Regions from separate parts of the Callithrix jacchus genome. Here region 2 is linked to region 1. Evidence: chromatin contacts called from public Hi-C data. All regions are on one chromosome and are shown on one strand. The core of a region is the stretch at or near the end of the contact, and the rest is flanking DNA. Distances in the headings are between cores, read along the strand shown.

Region 1 (3,179 bases), core at 376-2,875:
TCATTGCCCCACCCATCCCCAGGCTGCATCAAATCCGGCTGCCCCCAGGTCCCCAAACATGCCCAGCCCAGTTCACTGGCTTCTCGCCCTCACTGGCCAATCTCCCCTTCTTCACTGGCCGTCACTGCCCATCCTTTAAGACAACTCAATTTCCCCAACAGCCCCCTCCTCTGAGAAGCCTTCCCTGATACACACACACATACTCTTCCCACAGGCTTGGTGGGGTGCCCTCTTCTGGGCTTCCAGCAGCCTCCCCTGTTACAGCACATATCATGTCCTATCATCCTCTGAATATGAATATGAAGCTGTCACCTCTGGGAGGGCACAGCCCATGGTTCACATGGCTCAGGGACCCCAAGCCCAGGGCCTGGGACAGAGTGAGACTGGGTGTATGAAAATGAAAAAAGGAAGGAGTTGGACCAGTGAGCCGGGCACATGCAGAGCTGCAAGCAGCTATGCAGACTCACTCCCCTGACACCCAGAGCACGCCAGTCCTGAGCCCCACTCCTGGCTTTCAAGATGGTGCATCTGTAATAAGCAGAGCACAGGCCTGGGAGGCAGGAGGCTTGAGTTCTGGACCTGGCCCTGTACAAGCTTGCTGTGTGACCCTCAGCAATCCCTGCCCCACTCTAGGACTCAGTTTTCCTGCCCACACAGGCTGACTATGGCTAATCAATTTAATAACTGACTCTCTGGGGAAAAAACAAAAGCTCTGATTTTAACATCTGTCCATTTCCATGGTGTGAATACTCCATGGCCAATTTCAAGTTGGCATCACTGAATGTGGAACTGGAACGAAGTGTGTGCAGTCAGCTCTCCCTGGCCAGTGTGAGCCACCACCAGCTCCAGCACACCTTTGTTCCCCTGCCCTCCCAACACACCGGCCCCCCATGGACTGTGGGGACATGGACACTCTTGGTCCAAGCCTGGCCTGGGCTTGTACTTCCTGACTCCACCCTAGGGGGTCCTGATGCTGAGCCAGGCAAAGCATGGGTGAAATTGACCAACCACTGTTGGGGAGATGGAAGCTTGGGAGGGGTCCCCCTCAGCACCACATCTGGGATCTGGGAAGGGCACCTTCCTCTGCCCCCTCCCAGTGCCTCCTCTACGCTCCATGACTTGAGGGGTGGGCATCCTTCCCTGGGGAGGAAAGCCCAGAGCCGGACAGTCACCAGCAGGTGGATAGGACCCTGGGAGGCCTAATGAAGGACAGGAAGCCCTAAGGCAGCCACTAAAAGGGAGTGGGCCAGGCTTTTCCCCTCCTGAAAGAAATGAGTGATGCCCATAAAGCTCTTGACAGGATCCCTGCCCCTCCTAAGCCCTCACCAGCAGTGGCCCTCATGTTCTCCACCAAGCCAGGATCTTCAGTCGCTCCCGGCACAGGCCTGCTGTTCCCAAGCGAGCCACAAGGGGGCAGCCCCGCACGCAGCGTCACTTGCAACCCAGAGCCCCGGGGAGGCCGAGGCGGCTCCGTGCCGGAGCTTCCCGCGTCTGCTCACCCACTCCTGGGAGGCGGTCGCTGTCCCCACTTCACAGCCAAGGTTCGTAGAACCAAGGCCACACAGGCAGTGGGAGCGGATTTAAAGCCCGCAGGTGTGTGGCGGGGGCCCTAAGGGTGGAGGACGGCGGGCGAGCGCCCTGTGGGCGCCCTGGCTCACGCTGGGCCTTACCCACCCGATTGCGCCCAGCCTGCTTCACCCGGTCCGCTCCCGCTTTACCAAGCCCTGCCCCGCGCAGCTCCTCAGAGCCCCGGGGCCTTTGCAGCCCTAAGGGGCTGGACTGTGCGGCCCGCCGGCACTGTGGGATGCCCAGGCCGGCTCGTACCTCCCTTATCTGTGCTGCCCTCCGTGCCCAGCATTGCGCCTGGGTTGCCAGGGTATTACCTAGAGGGAGGAAGGGAATGAATGAATGAATGGTGGGGAGCCTGTGGACCGGCAGCCAGGGGGCACTCCTCGTTGCAGGGTCTCCGAGACGCCCCTTAATTCATCCCCCAGAACTGTCGGCCCAGCTGGGAGGCGAGGCAGGGAAGGGGGACTGGTCCCCCGCAGGCTCATGGCACAGCCAGGTATGGCGCAGGTGTTGGACTCCCCGCCTGCTGGGCGCCCGCCACCCGCTGTCCATCCAGGGAGGAGCCTGGGCCGGGAGAGGGCAGGGGGGCCGGCCAAGGCCGCCTGGGGAGACAGGGTCCCGCCGTGACCGCAGGCCCCGCGTGTCTCCGCAGGACTTCATCTGCGTGTCGTACCTGGAGCCCGAGCAGCAGGCGCGAACGCTGGCGTCGCGGGCGGACACCCCGGCCCAGGCGCTGTGCGCGCAGTGCGCGGAAAAGTTCGCGGTGGCGCGGCCGCAGGCGCACCGGTTGTTCGTGCTGGTGGACGGGCGCTGCTTCCAGCTGGCAGACGACGCGCTACCGCACCGCATCAAGGGCTACCTGCTGCGCTGCGAGCCCAAGCGCGACTTCCACTTCGTCTACCGCCCCCTGGACGGCGGCGGCGGTGGCGGAAGCCCTCCCTGCCTGGTGGTGCGAGAGCCCAACTTCCTGTGAGGGCGACGCTGGCGGGGCCGGGGGCTGCGAGACGCTCCCCCAGTCACCCCCTGGCGCACCTCTCACCCCGCCGCAGGCCGCGCACCCCCGACGGCGACGCCCACGCAGCACAGGGACACGGGGCTTTCCACGACGTGCTCAGGTCAACGTCGCAGGGCAGTTGTGAAAATATCAGGACGCGCGGCCAAGGCCATTCCTGAGGGCAGGTCATAGCACTGAGACACTGAGAGGCCATGTTCTTCATTAGACGGAAAGGGAAACCGAGGCTCAGAGAGGAGAGAGGAGTCCCGGGCCGCTGCCGCCAACAAACCCGCCTTCTTGACACGCAGCCCCTCCGGCCATTTCCCGTGAGTACCCCCACGCCCACCCCATCCTCGGTGTTTGCAAGGAGGGGTCAGAGCTTAGTTTCCCAGGACTGGCCGAGGAAGGGGCGCTGGCCACGGCTGCTCCCTGTGCCCTCAGGGTGGACCCAGCATCTCAGGAGTACCGCAGGGTGCGTGTTGAGACCCTCACCTCTGCCGCAGAGCCTGCACTTAGCTCCCAGCGCCCCCAGACCCCCTCGCTCTGCACCCCGTCGGAAGCCGCCAGACACACGCTGGAGCCCCAAGCAAGACTGGCTCCAGGGACGCACGGACAA
Region 2 (3,179 bases), core at 440-2,939, 94 kb after region 1:
TTCTATGTGACCATGGGCAAGTAAATAAACCTCACTAATCTCAGTGTCTTCATCTGTAAAATGGGAGAATACATTAATATTAGTCTGATTTCATTAGGTAGGGCTGTGTAAGAAACAATCCTAAATCTCAGTGGCTTATAACCATAAAAGTTTATATTTCATTCATGTCATCTCAAATGTGGGCTGCTTCACATTCCTTTTCTTCCAGGACCAAGGCTGAAAAAGCAGCCCCACCTGAGACAGACTGCTCTCATGAAAGGAAACATTTCTCTCGTTGAAATACATAACAGCTCTTAAAGCTTCTGCTCAGATGTCGTGAGAGACACTTCTGCTTGTATTTCACTGGTTAAAAAAAGATCATAGGATCAAGCCTGACATCAGTGAGGCTGAAAAGAATGCTACTCCCACAGGAGGCACTGCAGTTGCATAGCGACAGGTGATGATGTACACTCCTTAACCGGAAGAGCAACTTAATAGGATCAACAATACCACCTACCAGAGAAGAATAATACCTTCCTTACTGATGTGAGATTTAAATGAGGTGAGGCCCGTGGAATGCTTAGCACAGTAGTCTACACTTAATAAAAGGTTTGATAAATGTTAGATGCCATTATGATTATTACCTCCTGGTGCTGCTGAAAATTTTTCTCTTCACTATACTGAGCTAAACCTGACCTGAGAGGAAGAAAAGCAGGAGTTGTAATTATTCCCAATATTTAATTTGGAGACAAAACTTTGAGTCTAAGGGGCACAGGCTTTGGAGTAATGTGGACTCCTTATGAGGACTGATGATCTTAGACAAATTAAAGTGTTTGAGCCTTACTTTCCTCAACTCAAAGGCTGAGACTTGGAACTGTGTTGTAGGCTTGTCAGCCAAATTAGCCCAATCCTGGGCACGTAGTGGGTGCTGAGTATTTGAATTATTGAATGCGGATTTCAGACTTATTTCAGATAGTCAATGAACTGTATGCATAACATAACCCCAGTACCGCCTTTTCCATCTTTTTGGGTCTCAGCTCAAATATCATCTCCTCAGAGATATTTCCCTGACCACCTGATTTAAAGTAACTCCCCTGCCTCCAGTCACTTTTCCCTGTTTCCTGTCGTTAGAGCTCTTGTAACGCCTTGAAACCGTCTTGTCCATTCACTGTTATGCAATATCTGTCTCTGCCACTAGAAAGCAAGTGCAACGCAGTCAGGATCATGTTTTCTTATTTCCACCTTCTGCCGTGGGCCTCTGGCATTCTCATCCGTAAAACTAGGGGGAGACGGTGAGGAAAGCGAGAAACATGACGTCTAGCCAGTCCACCGGGGTCTCACGCCCCTTCCAACTCAAGCCTCGTATTCCTTCCAAGCTGGACTACCCCTTCGGTCACCCCCTTCGGTCACCCTCTTCGGTCACCCTCTTCGGTCACCGACGTGGCCCGCAGCGAGGCCCCGCCCTTTGTGGGTGTGGCCTTCAATGTTGTGCGGGCCGCGGAAGGTGAGTCACGTCACACGCACGCAGGCCCAGCGCCGCGCCAGATCTCGCTATGGGCGGAAAGGGGCGTGGTCATGCGCGAGGACCCCATAGCCGCCAGCGCCACCGCCTGAATTGCCTGCAGGTGGCTGTTCTCGGTTCCCTGCCGTTCAGGCAGATCGAAAGCCACTCTGTTTTGGGGTCCTCGCGCCCCTTCCACGTCTCCCGGAAGCGGCAGCAGGGCCCGGGCGGGTTGGGTAGGAGGTTTACTGAGTTTGGGTCCCTTCTGGGCCCGCTGCTGAGGGGGCGCGGCCCAGGACGGCGATTAGGCCGTGGGTGCAGCTTCTCCGGAGTCCTCAGGTGAGGCGGAGGCGAGGGCCCACTGGACGAGACGGGGGTGTTAACGATCCTAGGAGTCGGGGCGCAGTCCCTTCAGCCGAGACCCTTGTCTGTCCGCCTTCTTTCGGGTCGCGCTCGTCTTCGCCCTATTAGGGGCCTGAGGAGGGTAGCTGGAGAGACCCCTTGGGCTTCAGCCGACGTTGTTTCCTGCCCTCCTCTGTCTTCCACCCGAACCCTGCCTGGCCTCTCCGTCCTTCTTGCACTGAACGAGAGTGGTTGGGAGCGTAGTGGGGGTCTCTACTCTCCTGAGATCCGCAGACTGACAGACCCCAGGGCTCTACCGACTAAGCCTGACCGACTGACCGCCAGTCTCCTTCCCTCTGTGCCGACGCCTGGTCTTTGAAGCAGGCCCTGCCACCGCCCTCTGCACACCCATCCCACGCACCCTCTCTGCCCCTGGGCAGTGCCGGGGGAATTGACGGCTTTGTGCCTGTGAGATGTTTTTGTCAGTGGGGCAAGGGCCCAGGGCCCATCTAAGTATTTATTTAATTAGGTAATCAACATTCATTGCAACATTAACAGCAATTGCATGCTATGTTTTAAAGGCCAATTAATTTTAAAATGGGAGGCAAGATATAAAGAATTAATGAGTGCGTGTTGATTTTTTTATTACTATTTTTGTATAGGCAGGGTCTTGCTAAGTTGCCCAGGCTAGTCTCAAACTCCTGGCCTCAAGTGGTCCTCCCCACTTGGCCTCCCAGTGTGTTGGAATTACAGGCATGAGCTACAGTACCTGGCCTGTATGGCGTTCTTTATGTTACAGAGATTTCATCTCCATTTTCATTTGATTTTTTTATAAACTCCAAAATACATAGGCATGTAATAGTCACATGTGTAAAGAATGAGTTTTTGAGTGTAAAGGATGAGCTTCTTGAGGTTTTTTTAGATTTCGAGTGGTATGGTATAGGGAAGCAAGGCTTAAAACATGGGTTTGGCTCTAGGCTTAGACTTGAGTATCTGAGCTGCTGTCTAAACTCTGTGATCTTTCTAAACCCTTTCCACGTTTGCTTTGGAAAAAGGATGTTGCTGTTTACCACATAATGTGGCTGTGAAAATTACATATGATAAAAGATACATAGGTACCTGTGCACAGCCTCTGTCATATAAAAATTCCATTCAGCAGTATTTATGAGTGCTTACTGTGTGCTAGACTCTGGGAATTCATTGGTGAGCAAAATAGACATTGTAGCCACTGTGCGCCTTGCCCCAAGAACAAGAGACATGTTAAAAAAAATACGTAATTATAACATATGAAGGGCTGTGAGGCAAAACAATAGGGCATGTACAGATAATGATTGACCTAACTTAGATAGAAAGAAGA

What was found. A called contact is a pair of places that touch in the nucleus more often than the background predicts.
Region 2: a contact with region 1 is called in a Hi-C map of skeletal muscle, with 3 times the contacts expected there. The contact joins the promoter of GOLGA5 here to the enhancer-like site in region 1. A contact is called at or near these places in 3 of 3 Hi-C or Micro-C datasets (induced pluripotent stem cells and skeletal muscle).

The regions. Positions count from the first base shown.
Region 1 is chr8:127,536,891-127,540,069 of calJac240_pri, forward strand. It overlaps RIN3 (Ras and Rab interactor 3), which reads left to right. Exons shown (of 9, transcript XM_035261314.3): 9 at 2,222-3,179. The coding sequence ends at 2,542. The region is part of intron 1 of LOC108593557 (a long non-coding RNA gene); the gene reads right to left. Among named protein-coding and RNA genes, the nearest start is that of LGMN, 58 kb to the right of the region's middle. Within about 2 kb of position 1,626, at least 5 of the 16 cell types and tissues checked have an H3K27ac peak or open chromatin away from gene starts, as enhancers often do. A contact at or near this core is called in skeletal muscle, where this site is marked.
Region 2 is chr8:127,630,427-127,633,605 of calJac240_pri, forward strand. GOLGA5 (golgin A5) reads left to right here and starts at 1,690. Exons shown (of 13, transcript XM_078335640.1): 1 at 1,690-2,351.